5 separate regions of the Mus musculus genome follow, and all the other regions are linked to region 3. The links are chromatin contacts, called in public HiChIP or PLAC-seq, Micro-C and promoter capture Hi-C maps. All regions are on one chromosome and are shown on one strand. Each heading gives the region's core, a stretch centred on a gene start, on an enhancer-like site or on the middle of the called end of the contact. The rest is flanking DNA. Distances are from core to core; before and after follow the strand shown.

Region 1 (2,700 bases), core at 93-2,592, 900 kb after region 3:
TCCACAAGCGACTGAGGAATTAGTTACTGAACTTACGCACCGCTTTGCCCGCTTTAGACAAATTCCGGGTCGCTCAGCCTCCAGAAAAGACCTAAGCGCTGTTTTGAGCCAGCCTGAGCTGCGGCCGAGCTTGGTACCCGGGGTCCGGGTGCGATTTAGTCCTGTCCAGGAGCTCCCCATCCTCCCGCACCCGTTTCTCCCAGGACCAGGGAAGCCGGCGCAGATGCTCACTTACTCGTACCTTTCCTTGGCCTCGGCCGCCCTGTCGCGCTGCCGCCGGTTCTTGAACCAGTTGCTGACTTGCGTGGTGGTGAGGCCGGTGGCCTCGGCCAGCTCGCGCTTCTCTCGTGGCGACGGGTAGGGGTTGTGAGCGTACCACTCGCGCAGCACGCTGCGGCTCTTCTCCTTGAAGCAGTAGCTGGTCTCCTCGCCGTCCCAGATGGAGCGGGGCAGCGGGAACTTGCGCCGCACGCGGTACTTGCCCACGGCGCCCAGCGGCCGGCCGCGCAGCTTCTCCGCCTCGATGTAGTGCGCCTTGAGCCACAACTGCTGCAGCTTGGCGTGGTTGTGCGGCGAGAACTGGTGGCTCTCCAGGATTTTGTAGAGCTCGCGGAAGTTGCCCCGGTGGAAGGCCACCACGGCCTTGGCCTTGAGCACGCTTTCATTCTTGTGGAGGTGCTCGCAGGCGGGCAGCGACCACAGGAAGCGACCCAGCCGCTCGATGTTGCCGCCCTGCTGCAGCACCTCGCACACGCACGCCACTTGCTCCTGCGTGAAGCCGAAGGTGGGCAGCATGGACATGGTGGCGGCTGCGCGCCCGCCCGCCCGCGCGCGCCCTCACCGCGCTTCGCGGCCCCGCATGGGCGCCTCCCCGCCGGCCCCGGCCGGCCGACAGGCGGGCGGGGCCCCCTGGCCAGGCGCCGGCTCCCGAGCGACTCCTGAGTCACAACGATCCGTCCTCGCTCCCGCCGCCGGCCCCGCGCAGCTCCGCGCCCCCGCCGCCCGCGCGCCTCGCCCGCGCCCAAGCCCGGAGGCCGCCCGGGGCGCCGCTCCGCATGCTCCGCGCCCGCCCGCCGCTCGCTCGCCGGCTCCTCGCTCGTTCGCTCTCCCTCCCGTCTAGCTCGCTTGCAGCTTTTTTAATAATATTATTCTAAGCGGGCATGAGGCGCGGCGGCCCGCGCCCTGATTGGTCGGGTTATCTGACCCGGGGCCTGCCCGCGCCAGACAATAGTCGAGTCAAATTATTCGCCATGGAGACGCTGTCAGTCACCGGTAACCCGAGCCCCGGCGGCCCGGGCGGCTCCCACCCCCGCCCCCCTCGGCCAGCTCCGCTGACAGATCGCCCCGGCTCTGCACAGAGCGGAGGTTGGCCGAGACGGGAGCCCCAGGCACTCCCAGAGCCCGGGAGGCGGAGAGGAGCCGGGCTGGGGCCCCGAGACGGCGGTGATTGACGGGGCGGACGCCCAAAGAGCAGAGGAGGAGGAGGACCCCGAAGGAGGGGGCTGGGTGGGGGCCCTCGAAGAAAAGAGGAGGACCGAAGTGGGGAAGGAAGGGAGTAGAAGGGAAGGCGGAGGACCGTTTAAGGGGGTGCCTTTCAGGAAAGGAAAAGAGGGGGACAGAAGGAGCCTTCAAGAGAAAAAGTGTGAGACACCCCTCCCTTTTTTTTTAAATAAGAGGCGTCGCAACAGCCTCACCCAGGCTTCGCCAGGTGCTCCAGCTCCGGCTGGGTCACTGCGTCGCTCGGAAGGTCGCAGCTGACAGGCAGAGACACTAACCCAGGAGGAGGTCAGTGGGATGGAGAGTTTGGATTCTCTTAGGGGGCCTCTGAAAGGCTTGGCTTTTCTAGCTGACAACACCCCACCCCCATGCAAGAAACCCGGGACCCGAGATGTCTATCCCCTAGGGAAAGGGGGAGGAGGTGGGGAGAGAAGTCAGAGATTTGGCAGTGGCCGCAGCTGGACGCCTGAGAATCAACTTCCCGGAGGATCCCGCCTTTCCTTCCTTTCGCAGCAGGCTGCTTGCCCCGCGGCCGGTACCGCCCCCACTCGGCGCGATCTGCTCCTCGCCAGGCGGGGACTCAGACTTAACCCCACGGGGCCCAGGACCCGAGAAACTCCCGGCAGTCTCGTGTGGCCTTTACGGAAGTTGAATCTTGCAAGGGCGGCGACACAAAACAGGGGAGCCCGCATAGACCCGCAGACTGCCCCGGGGAGCCCAGGGCAGCGTGTGTAGGGTAATTGTCGCACTTCCCGGGGTGGGGGTGAGGTGCACAGAAGAGACTGGATTTACCAGCTTCCTGTCTCCCTACTTCTGGGCTCGGGTTCCTGGTCTCTTCTGCCTGAGAACCCAGCGCTAAGTTCCGGCAAGATTGGCCTTAGAAAGTGGGTAGGAGGAGCCCTGCTTTTTGTTTCTTTGTCAGAACTCCCCCAGAACATACGAAGTGCTGGTCCTTTGGAAAAATCCAAGCAATAGAAGGTTAGGGGTGCACTGGAGGGGTGGGGTCAGGGACATCCCTGAAGTTTCCAGAGTTTGAAAGGCCCACGGCTTATTTCTTGGCAAGGCTTGTCCTTTGGGCATCCATTCCGCCCTTTCCCACCCAGCTGCAAGCTCCTAGTGACATTCAATGCCAAGATCCAAGGAGGCACAGACCATGCTAAAACCTCTAGACCTCGTTTTGTTAACAACCCTGTCAGCTTTCTA
Region 2 (2,700 bases), core at 44-2,543, 870 kb before region 3:
CCATGTGTTTGCATGATGTATGATCTGAGAGTTAATATTAGCAGTTAAGATTATAATAAAAAGAAACGGTGTTTGCCTTGGCCAGAGCTATCAAGGCAAGCGAGGCTACTTGCTGACATTCTGCCAGTGGAGCAGCTGTACCTTGTAGATTTCTTGTTACTCAACACATGCTGACATCGTGAAAGGACTCCAACGCATTCATCTGTGTTTCTGACATAGCACACTTATGACATCAGGGTTGAGTGAGGGAACCTGACCACACTCCAAAGCCCACGTTGGAGGTGGGCCAGAAGATACTAGAAGCGTCGGGCCGTTTTTCCTGCAGTCTTGCCCCCATTAAGTACTCGCCTCACTGTAATGTTTGCTGGTAAAACAAACAGATCCTCACATTTCCCTGACTGAACCGCCTGGGGTGGGCTCCTGGCTGGGAGGAGGCTGTCTGTGTGCTGCCTCAGGGGCCCAGACTCTCAATGACTCTGCTCTCCTTATGGGATGGCTCAGAGTCCTCTGCAGTCAGCAGGCACACAGGAGAGAGAGAGACAGGAGGCGCAAGCTCATCTTGTCTCCTCGGCCTGGGTGCTACCATCTACCGCTTAGATTTTGTTCTCACGGTGAGGACCAGGCTCACACCCACCCATCTCCATGCTTTTAGCTGCTCTGCTCTGCTCATAGAGCTGAGCCCATAGCCCAGGATGCTCCCTCCTCAGGAGGCCTTTTAGCTCTCCTCGTTTGTGTTTGTTTGTTTGCTTGAGACAGAGTTTCTCTGTGTAGCCCTGGCTCTCCTGGAACATGTTCTATAGATGAGGCTGCTCTCAAACTCAAAGAGACCCACCTGCCTCTGCCTCTGCCCCTGCCCCTGTCCCTGCCCCTGCCCCTGCCCCTGTCTCTGCCTGAGTGCTGACATTAAAGGCATGCACCGCCACTGCCCAGCCATTCTTAGCCCTTCTTTAAGATGCTTGGTAGGTTATTGGTCCCAGGCCCGGTTTTAAAAGGAAAAACCATGGATGTTCCTGAGGGGAAATGGAGGGCACAGGTGGACACCCTCAACGAGCTGGTACACACATTATCCTCTTAAAACTTCAGGCATTCTGAGTGCCTCCCAAGTCTCCTCTAAGAGACCCTAGAGTCCACTTCAGGTTGCTCTCCTCTGGGCTCGGTGACCTGGGCCCAGCAACTGTGATGGTCAAGTCCAAAAGTCCCCATCAGTCAGAACTGGATCAAAGGAAGAGATGTGGGTGGAGCTCAGGCACGTCACAACGTGCTTTCTCTCACCCAGGCCTTGTACCTCTAGCCAGGGCTTCTTACACACCTGCTGCCAAAAGGAGGGACATGAAGAGTAGCCAGGCTGCCAGACCTCAAGGTGTTTCTGAGTTTATGACAGGATGACCAGACACCTGATGAGAAGGATGCCAAGCTCCTGACAGGAGAAGAAGCAAAGGATGAATGCCAGAGGGGCCATCATGGGTGAGTCACTCCTCTGGGGCAATTGGAGGAGGCATCCTGGAACTTAGAACTTGCAGGAAGGGGTGGGGAGCACGGGGAATGGAGGGGAGCACGGGGAGCGGTGGGGAGCATGGGAAGACTCGCTGGCATTCCTACTTGTTTTTATGTGTGTGATACTTTATAGTTGCAAAGCCAGTGAGGTGTGTGAAGCAGAGAAAAGAGAGAGAGAGAGAGAGAGAGAGAGAGAGAGAGAGAGAACACAGGCCCAGAGAGGCTGAGCCCCCTTGCTCAAGGTTGCACAGGAATTAGTAAGACTACAAATATCCTGCCTACAGTTTTGGTGTTTTTTGTATAAGTTTGACAAATGTTTCTCTTCTTCAAGGGCCGATCAGGGCAGGTTCCCCAGGCTGGGTAAGAAGCCCCCATGTAGGGCACAGACTCCCTGGAGGGCATCTTGAGTCTAGGTGCACAGCGTCCCTTTAAGAACATGTGTTTCCTGTTTTCTTTCTCCTGCTGGCTAAGGGCAGAATGGGGTTTTCCTGAGCGGAAGACCAGTGAAGTCCTGCTCAGTGCCGTCAGCTTTGGCTGGTCTGGGGCTCATAGCTCTATTATTCTGGAGCTGATCTGCTCTGGCCAGTCTTCCTAACTTGATACTCCAGTCATCCCAGATCTTGAACCCAGGGTCTTGACTCTTAGATGATAGTTTTGGAATATTCCTTAAGAATTAATCAAGGTCTTAGAATTGGTACTGCCCTGGAACAGAGACACTAAGGCTGAGGGAGGGAGGAGCAGGTCTCCTCAAAGAAGCAAAACAAGACCTTAGGCAGCCGAAGACCCAGGGCAGGAACTTCACCCCCATGCCCCTCCCACTGTTCTCATTCATCCTGGGTGCAAGTTGAGGTTAGACCTCACTCCAGTCTGCTAGACGGTACCATGCGGAGTTGGCACGGTCTGGGTTCAGGCCATAACAGCTGTGAATATAGAGTTCCTGGAGGCTAACCGAACATCTTTTTCTACTGTCTGGTTCATGATTTTTGTTTCTTAGAATATATCATAGTTCAGGGAGATATCACTGAGCCTGGTGACCCGGGTTCAATCCCTAGGACCCATATGGTGGAAGGAGAGAACCAGATCCTGAAAACAGTCCTCTACGCATGTGCATGTGTGCACATATATATGTGTATATACACACTTTAGAAATATATGTATATGCATATATGTGTGTATGTATAAATAAATGCAATGAAAAAGGATATA
Region 3 (2,700 bases), core at 128-2,627:
GAAATAGTCCTAACCTTATACGGTGTCCACCTGTGTACCTAAAGAAACTTAAGGCCTGGGCTGCTGAGTGATTTGTCCAATAGCCTAATGCAAATAAGCCAAAGCACCCTCAGTCCATGGCTCCCCACTCCAGATCATACTTCCTAAGTCTGTTTGCTAGACCCCAAAGTTCTAGTGTGGGGTGTACAACTGTCAATTTCTTTCCGGTACTAAAACCTAAGCACCCAACCTTCCTTTATCAGTTGTCAAGAATATCTATGTTCTTTAAGTGAACATACTTGTTTCCCTATAACCTCAATCCAGAAAGGCATATACTCACAAAAATACATGACACTAACTAGGAACTTAACTTGTTTTTGCAGTAGGTACATAGATCCCAACAGAGCACCTTGCACGCGTCCTTTAATCCATTCTAGTGTGACAATCTCCAACCCATGACATCTGTGTAAATACTGAAGGAAAATTCCACTCAGCACAACGCAAGCAAAAACCCGAACTGGCCATGATCAAATGTCAAGTTCTAAACTATCCCTAGATCACTAGAACTTCAAACCCCAATCCCAAGAAAAAGAAAATGAAAAACCAAAGCCTCGTAAGACTACAGACTAGCAGGTTACTGGTCACCAGCGTGCGAGAGCACCCAGGAAGGGTACTCCTAAGGAAAGGCACAACGCCTGTCCCCACCTCAGCCCCATCCACTCCCCCAAAGCCATTGAGCTTCACGGGCCTTTCCAAAGCTAGAGCAGGCAGAGACCTCAAGCAGCAAGCCGGAAGCCAGCCATGCCCTCGACCATGACCTTCTCAAGACTCTCAACCTTGTCACCCCAAACCACTGGCAAAGCATGGGGGAGGGGGTGGCCTCATGCCTGAGAAGCCGGGACCACGGAATTGGAGCAAACGAGCAGGACACCAGCCCGTCCACCGCAGCCAGTCAGGAGGAAGGGTCCGGTACTCACCCTGCAGCCGGCCGGCTACCAACAGCCGCGACCCGGACGACGGAGGACAGCCGGCCCGGGACGCCCGCAGGGAGGCGCAGGGACAGCGGGAGGCGCGGGGCCGCCGCGGCCCCGAGCAGCCAACGCGCGGGTCTCAGCAGGGCTGCCATGGCTCAGCGTACCCAAGGCAGGATAGGATGCACGCTCCTGCAGAGGACCTGGAGGAGCACGTGACGACCCGGTCGCCCCTAGTGGGACAAACTAAGGACCGAGGGCGTCCAGCGGAGGAGGAGGCAGATCCCCGCCAAGGCTCACGGGAGAGGCAAGCCGAGTTCGCGGGATACCCTGGATCCGCCTTCTGTTTTACTATACATTGTTTTTTGTCTTCCGTTCACAGTGTCCCTGTTCCCTTGTCCAGCGCCCCGGCTCTCAGCGAGCCTGGCGACAACACCCCTCCACTTTGAAGTTGGTAGAGCCCACTAGAGGTCGGCTCCGCCCATGCGCGCGCAAGGGCTTGTGGGGGGCCAACTAGGAGCGACACCGAGGGTTGCTGGGAAGGGCCGACCGTGCAGATCCCGGGGTGCCTACGACGTTCCAGCCTTGCGCCTCGGTTGCTACCGAGCCGCTGCCCTAGCTGCTCAGTGACGTAGTTCCTGCCGTAGCTCTCAGAAACGGCGGCCAGAGAAAAGCTTGACGAAGAGAACTGGGAGGCTGTGGACCTCCAGGTTAGCTACATGCTATTTGTGTGACTGGGGATGGGGTAGATAAATATACAGAACTCATCCTAAGTGCCTCGCTTCATGAAATCAATGGATTCTAATAAAGGTCGTATAATTTTAAATGTCAAGGTTGAAGTTTCTTTTTCTCAGTGCCCCGCTCCTTCCAGTTAATGCACTAAGCAACTAAGGTAGTGAGTGGTGCAATTGTCTGAGGATAGGTCTGGAGCTAGGAAAACAAGTTCTTGCCCTCACAGAGCTCGCATACTGAAAGGGTTCCCTGTGCACTCGTGTGAACCCGGGAACAGGTTTCCACTCTACTTAGTTATTCCTTGACTGCTACCAAGTGAACAGTCAAATTCTCCCTCTGCAAGTTTTCCCATGTGGCTGTTTCTTCTGCTAGCCAACAAACTTCAGAGTGCCCAGAATGAGAATGCAGCCTCTTTTATGGCGGAAGCTCGTGATCAGTTGAAGACACTTCGTGCTTTGAGCATTTATTGAATGGATATACGTTCAGAGTTAACTTGGCTTAGCTTTCTTTTGGAGAAGCTAATACCGCCCTGCAAGATGAAGTTACTCTGAGTTACTATAGAGCACTATGATAGAATATAATTCATTCTCTCATTCAGCATTAGTACTATTTATTGAGCACATATTTTGTGTCAGGCACTATTTGGAATGCTGGGAATACAACATGGGGGGGGGGATCTCAATTTAGACAAAATTCCGTACATCTAAAGAAACATAAGAATTGTGATATAAATAAAAGATTAAGGTAGGTTACGGTCTGTGGTGATTAATCTTGATAGGATTTACTATCACCTTGGAAACCAGACTTTAAGCCAGTGAGGGAGTTTTTACATTGGATTAGTTGAAGTGGCAAGACCCACCCTGAATGTGAATGACACCACTGGGTCCCACTGAGTGTAGGTGTGACGCAAAATCATTTGCTTTTTTAAAAAAATATATTTATTTTATTATGTGTATGAGTGTTTTGCCTGCATGTATGTGTGTAACCACAAGTGTGCCTGGTGCCCTTGAAGGTCAGG
Region 4 (2,700 bases), core at 70-2,569, 940 kb before region 3:
TCACCTCCAAACTCACTCCGTGGGGCAAAAATAAAAAACCAAATTAGATAAATGTATATATTTTTTATTTAAAATGGCAGGGGATGCCTTTAATCCTAGCACTTGGGAGGCAGAGGCAGGCGGATTTCTGAGTTTGAGGCCAGCCTGGTCTACAGAGTGAGTTCCAGGACAGCCAGGGCTACACAGAGAAACCCTGTCTCAAAAAACAAAAAACAAAACAAAACAAAACAAAAAGGCAGGGGATATAGCTCAGAGATAGAACACTTGGCTATTATTCATAATGCCTTTGATTTAATCCCCAGTCCCGAGAGACAAGACAAGACAAAGCAACCCGATGTCCTGCCACATACACCAATCTATCATCTTTAGTTTTGAAGCCTGAATGGGGCTCGAAGGTGAAAATCCAGGTGTTGTCAGAGCTGTATTTTTTTTAAAGACTTATTTATCTTATGTTCGTTGGTGTTTTGCCTACATGTATGTCCATATGAGGGTGTCAGATCCCCTGGAATTACAGACTGTTTCGAGCTGCCATGTGGGTGCTGGGAATTGAAACTGGAAGAGCAGCCAGTGTTCCTAACCACTGAGCCATCTCCTCAGCCTTGGGTCTTGTCTTTTTTTTTTTTTTTAAAGAGTTCAGGTAGAAGACATAGGTTTCTTCTTCTCTAACCTATCAAGATCCTCCTCACACCTGCAAGTAACGGAGACTCCAATTAACCGGGAGCTTATGGGATGCTGAGGATTTATATGCTAGGTGACAAGCAAGTACACCCCTCCCCCCACTAAATAAAAGTGTAATTTAAACAATTCAAAGACACACGTCTAGAGAGATGGCTCAGCCACTGAGAGCACTTGCTACTCTTGTAGAGGGCCAAGGTTTGGTTCCCAGTATCCACATGGCAGCTCACAATTGCCTGTACCTCCAGTTCCAGTGGATCTGATGCCCTCTTCTGGCTTTTAATGGCACCACATACACACACACAGTGAACAAAACATACATGCAAGCAAACGCTCATAACTAAATAAATCTTAGGAATATAAAAATGAAACAAGACAGAAAAACAAGCAAAGAAAACCCGTTCAGCTAAGGGGAAAGTTAAAGGCTCATATAACAAGATACCTGTCTGAGTCAGGGGTTCTCTTGCTGTGAAGAGACCCCATGACCATGGCAGCTCTCATGATGGAAAACATACTCTGGGCTGGCTTAGTTTCAGGGGTTTAGTTCATTATCATCATGGTGGGAAGCACAGCCGTGTGTAGGCAGACCTGGTGCTTGAGAGGAGGAGAGCATTCTATATCCAGATCCGAAGGCATCAGGAAGAGACCTTGAGCCACTAAGCCCCAGCTTGAGCTCCTCAGACCCGCCCCCTAGTGACGCGCATCCTCCAGCAAAGCCACACCCACTCCAACAAGGCCACACCTCTTTAGTGGCACTCCGTATGGGCCTATGTGGGCCATCTTCATTCAGACCACCACAGTAGCTAAAGGATATTTGCAGGAGGTGTAACTGAGGAGACCCAGCCTGAATGTTGCTCATGTCAGGTTTTGTGTGACAGCGAGGAGAAAAGTGACTAACACACGTCCTATTCCTGGTGGCTGAGGACAGCTGGTTACACGTAGCGTTTCCTTAGGACCACGCCCTGTCTCCAGTGCTGCAGGTGCTTGCTTGCTCTGCTGTGGGGGCTGCAGAGCGGGTTGAGTCATGTTAGCAGCATCCTTCCATTCTTCCTACCAGACATATGTTGTTGAAATTTTTTAATCCCAATCTGGGGTTTCTCTATCACCTTGATCATTCAGTTCCTGGATAAAAGACACACAACCTTTATATTTACAATAAGCCTTAATCAGCACAAGAGCTGGGCAGATACCTACCCTCTATGCTATTAGAATCTACCTTCCTATCAATAACCCCAAGTTATTATTTACTATGTTTCATCTATGCTGCTCTTAACTCCAATTGGTCAGCCCTCAGGTTCTCCCTCGAGAACCCATGGCTTCTCTCTCCCTCCTTCACCTTCTTCTCCCTCATGGTTTTCCTCAGACCCCCAGTCCTGGAATCCTAAACCCCACCTATGTCTCTTCTGTCCAACTATTGGTTGTCAGCATCTTTATTTACCAATGAGAAATAACTTGGGTGCAAAGTCACTGGGTCTACACTCAGACTTTCTCTCAGGGAACCAGGTCTTAGGGGCTTGCACTTAGCCCTACAATACACAGCAAAAGACCAAACCTCAAAAGACTTAGGCAATTCTCCCCATGTTTCTGGGAGATCAAACTGCCATGAAGGGAGAACCAGATGTGTGTGCTGGCCACGAGAGGCTCAAATGTCCATACTTGCACCCATTACTGGGACAAAACCAGTAGTAACCAGCAGACGTTGCTTGGATCTGGTGTTTCCAGGTTCCCAGACTTTTATTCAAGAAAACTAAAATAAAGGCAGAAACAAATTGCAAAGAAGCAAAGGAGTTTTATTTCAAAGCAAAGCAATAGTATAGACCAGAAACATCCTGTCAAGAGTGATAGGGGACACTATCTATCGATCGATTTATCTATCTATCTATCTATCTATCTATCTATCTATCTATCTATCTATCATCATCATCATCTATCATCTATCTATCTATCTACCATCTATCTATCTATCTATCTATCTATCTATCTATCTATCATCTATCTATCTATCTATCTATCTATCATCATCAT
Region 5 (2,700 bases), core at 103-2,602, 870 kb after region 3:
CATTAGAGATAACAGATGGCAGGAGGCAAGCCTAAGAACATAAGCAACAGAAACCAAGGTTACTTGGCATCATCAGAACCCAGTTCTCCCACCATAGCAATTCCTGGATACACCATCACACCAGAAAAGCAAGATATAGATCCAAAGTCACTTCTCATGATGATGATGGAGGACATTAAGAAGGACATAAATATTTCCCTTAAAGAAATCCAGGAGAACACAGGTAAGCAGCTAGAACCCCTTAAATCCCTTTAAAATAATGATTGAAGAGTTTTCTCCAAAGAAAATGTCTTTACAATTCTATTGGGGCTCCCTAGGTGGGGGAAGGCAGCACCCGGCACTTTCAAGTGTTTTAGAACACTGACCCACAAAGCCGGGTCCCCAGGTGGTTTAGCATCTCCTATCAGAAAGGAAAATCTTCTCCCAAATGCACAGTCCAGGAAGCCCTGGCCATGGTTCAGAAGTGTACACCTGTGCACACCTCCTGGGATTCTGCTGTGGGCTCACATCAGAGGGAGGTGGCATGTAGGATCTGCAGTAGAGTTTGTGGTTAAAATAACCACTTACCGGAGTCCTATACAAGGCTCTGTGACTACATTTCCTCCTCTGCTCCTCAAATCTGACCTAGACTCTGCCTCAGTCCCAATTCTCATTAAATAATGGAATGTGGTCTGTTTCTCCTGTCATAAGTACAGGGTCAGATACTGCTGCAAAGGCAGCGGCTAAGATTCCCCTCTTTTGTGTACATAAAAAAATAATTGGCCTTCTAATTACCTCCATAAAAATGAGAAAACTTGGTCTGCTTATTGGCACCTTTGTTAGCACTAGGGAATAATTAGACGCCTTAATAACTCTCTAATGATCCCTAGAGAAGGGAACCATTTTTAAAGAGTGTCATTACAGAGGCTTTCAAATGCAGTCTGCACTGAGCGAGGCCATAAGGCAGTCGGGATTCCTCGGTGTTGCATGGGAGGAAATATCGGTCCATTTCTGTCACATGCCTCTTCCTTCTGGCAGGAGAAGCTGGTGGAGTGGGGAAGTGCGCCACCTCTCTTCTACTCCTCTTTTATAATCCCAGTCAGCTTGTAGATTTAAACTCTGAGATCCTCTCCACCCCCACCCCCACCCCCAGAGCACAGGCTTGCGATTCGCCCCACCCCCACCCCCACCCCCAAAGCAGAGGCTTGCGAGAGCTGTAAGAACACGAAGCAGAATGGTGGTTTCCCATCCGGACAGGATGCCAGCCTTCTGCAGATTTTGTCTCTGTGGTTAGCTTCGGGACTTTTTAGGAACAGAACGTCTAAGAGGAGCGACGCCAAGCCTATGTTTCTCCAGCAGGTGGAGCCATCTCTTTAGCTTCCCCGTCGCCTTGCGCGAGATGGGAGGCGCTGGTTTGCAACCCAGGGATGGGAGGCAGCTCTGGGACTCTTTGGAAAACTTTGCCCAAACCCTCATTATTTCTATAACTTTATGTGAGAATCACAAACAACCCCTGAAAATTTGTCAGAAATACTGATTTGCCTTTCTATATCCGAATAACCACAAATTCTGGCAAATCAAAAATAATTGTGGTTTCCATAGCTTTAGCTCTCAGGTATCATGGGATTCATCTGCCTCTTCGCAATGATCTGCATCAGCTTCTAAAATCTGAACTTACTTTCAACCGGGTCAGGAGCCTGGCTTGTCAGGGTGACTCTCAGTCTTAGAGGCCTGCAGAAGTAGCAAGCATGCGGGGCTGTACCCCAGAGCACCCTTTGGGAAGATGAATCCCTGTTAACCCTATGCTGTACTGAATCTATGCTGTACTGAAGTAGGACAGCCTCTTTCTGAGACTGGCAGAGGTAATTCACCCAAATCAACTGCCTGTCCAAGACAAGACTCCACAGAGACCTTCCAGTTTGCAGATACTGCAGACAGTTCAGGTCCATTATTAATGGTCACAAGAACTCTGTGACTTACACAGTTGATAAGACCTACACAAGGAATCGGGCTTCCATTTCCTCCTTCCCTTCCCTCTCCCCTCTCTTCCTACCTCCCTCCCCTCCCTTCCTCCCTCCCTCCCCTCACTCTCTCCCTCCCTCCCTCCCCTCCCCTCCTCCTCCCCTCCCCTCCCCTCCTCCTCCCCTCCCCTCCTCCTCCCCTCCCCTCCCCTCCTCCTTCCTTCCTTCCTTCCTTCCTTCCTTCCTTCCTTCCCTCCTTCCTTCCCTCCTTCCTTCCTCTCCTTCCTTCCTCTCCTTTCTGGTGCTAAGGAAGGCACTGCTCTGTGCTGGGCACTCTCTTGACCCCCGAGTTGCACAGCCTCTCAACACTCCTCTAACCACACATTGTGCCTTCCCACAAATCTTAGTACACATATATAGGGAAGTAATGGGGCATATAGCTCAGTGGTAGAGCATACACTAGCCAAAGGTCCCAGGTTTGATCTTCAGCACTACAAAACAAACCTACCAAAACCACAATCCTCAAACAAAAAAACAAACAAACTAACAACAACAACAACAACAACAAAAAGACAAAGACCAAAAAAAAAATCCCGCTGTGACTTGGTGGATACAATCATTTCTATTTGTTCTTTGAAACAGGGTCTCACTCTGTGGCTCAGGTCAGCCTGGAGCTCACAATATTCCAAAAGTGGCCTTGAGGAGCTAGAAATGCAAGTGCTGAGACCTCAGGCGTGAGCCAGGATGCCCGTCCATTTTC

The links. Promoter capture Hi-C pulls out the DNA fragments that hold promoters and counts their contacts. Hi-C and Micro-C count contacts between places; a contact is called where the count stands out from the background. HiChIP or PLAC-seq counts read pairs in DNA pulled down with a chosen protein or histone mark.
Region 1: a contact with region 3 is called in a Micro-C map of embryonic stem cells, with 6 times the contacts expected there. The contact joins the promoter of CJ186046Rik here to the promoter of Lrpprc in region 3. A contact is called at or near these places in 1 of 484 Hi-C or Micro-C datasets (embryonic stem cells), 5 of 115 datasets of contacts at active chromatin or transcription factors (astrocytes, differentiating embryonic stem cells, embryonic forebrain and 2 more) and 1 of 9 other capture datasets (adipose tissue).
Region 2: a promoter capture Hi-C map of neutrophils shows a contact between it and region 3, with 6 times the contacts expected there. The contact joins the promoter of 1810073O08Rik here to the promoter of Lrpprc in region 3. A contact is called at or near these places in 2 of 39 promoter capture datasets (neutrophils and pre-B cells), 1 of 484 Hi-C or Micro-C datasets (B cells) and 1 of 115 datasets of contacts at active chromatin or transcription factors (large pre-B cells).
Region 4: a promoter capture Hi-C map of pre-B cells shows a contact between it and region 3. The contact joins the promoter of C430042M11Rik here to the promoter of Lrpprc in region 3. A contact is called at or near these places in 1 of 39 promoter capture datasets (pre-B cells) and 1 of 9 other capture datasets (liver).
Region 5: an H3K4me3 HiChIP or PLAC-seq map of stem cell-derived neural progenitor cells shows a contact between it and region 3, with 5 times the contacts expected there. The contact joins the enhancer-like site here to the promoter of Lrpprc in region 3. A contact is called at or near these places in 1 of 39 promoter capture datasets (liver) and 7 of 115 datasets of contacts at active chromatin or transcription factors (astrocytes, embryonic basal ganglia, embryonic forebrain and 4 more).

The regions. Positions count from the first base shown.
Region 1 is chr17:85,687,152-85,689,851 of GRCm38.p6, forward strand. CJ186046Rik (a long non-coding RNA gene) reads left to right here and starts at 1,343. Exons shown (of 9, transcript XR_001782258.2): 1 at 1,343-2,700. It overlaps Six2 (sine oculis-related homeobox 2), which reads right to left and starts at 1,103. Exons shown (of 2, transcript NM_011380.2): 1 at 242-1,103. The coding sequence starts at 801.
Region 2 is chr17:83,916,641-83,919,340 of GRCm38.p6, forward strand. 1810073O08Rik (RIKEN cDNA 1810073O08 gene) reads left to right here and starts at 1,294. Exons shown (of 2, transcript NR_166916.2): 1 at 1,294-1,464.
Region 3 is chr17:84,789,409-84,792,108 of GRCm38.p6, forward strand. It overlaps Lrpprc (leucine-rich PPR-motif containing), which reads right to left and starts at 1,378. Exons shown (of 38, transcript NM_028233.2): 1 at 957-1,378. The coding sequence starts at 1,105.
Region 4 is chr17:83,853,099-83,855,798 of GRCm38.p6, forward strand. It overlaps C430042M11Rik (RIKEN cDNA C430042M11 gene), which reads right to left and starts at 1,320. Exons shown (of 2, transcript NR_155491.1): 1 at 1,118-1,320.
Region 5 is chr17:85,663,814-85,666,513 of GRCm38.p6, forward strand. It overlaps a transcript of Six2 not described here. Among named protein-coding and RNA genes, the nearest start is that of Six2, 23 kb to the right of the region's middle. Within about 2 kb of position 1,353, at least 30 of the 459 cell types and tissues checked have an H3K27ac peak or open chromatin away from gene starts, as enhancers often do. A contact at or near this core is called in stem cell-derived neural progenitor cells, where this site is marked.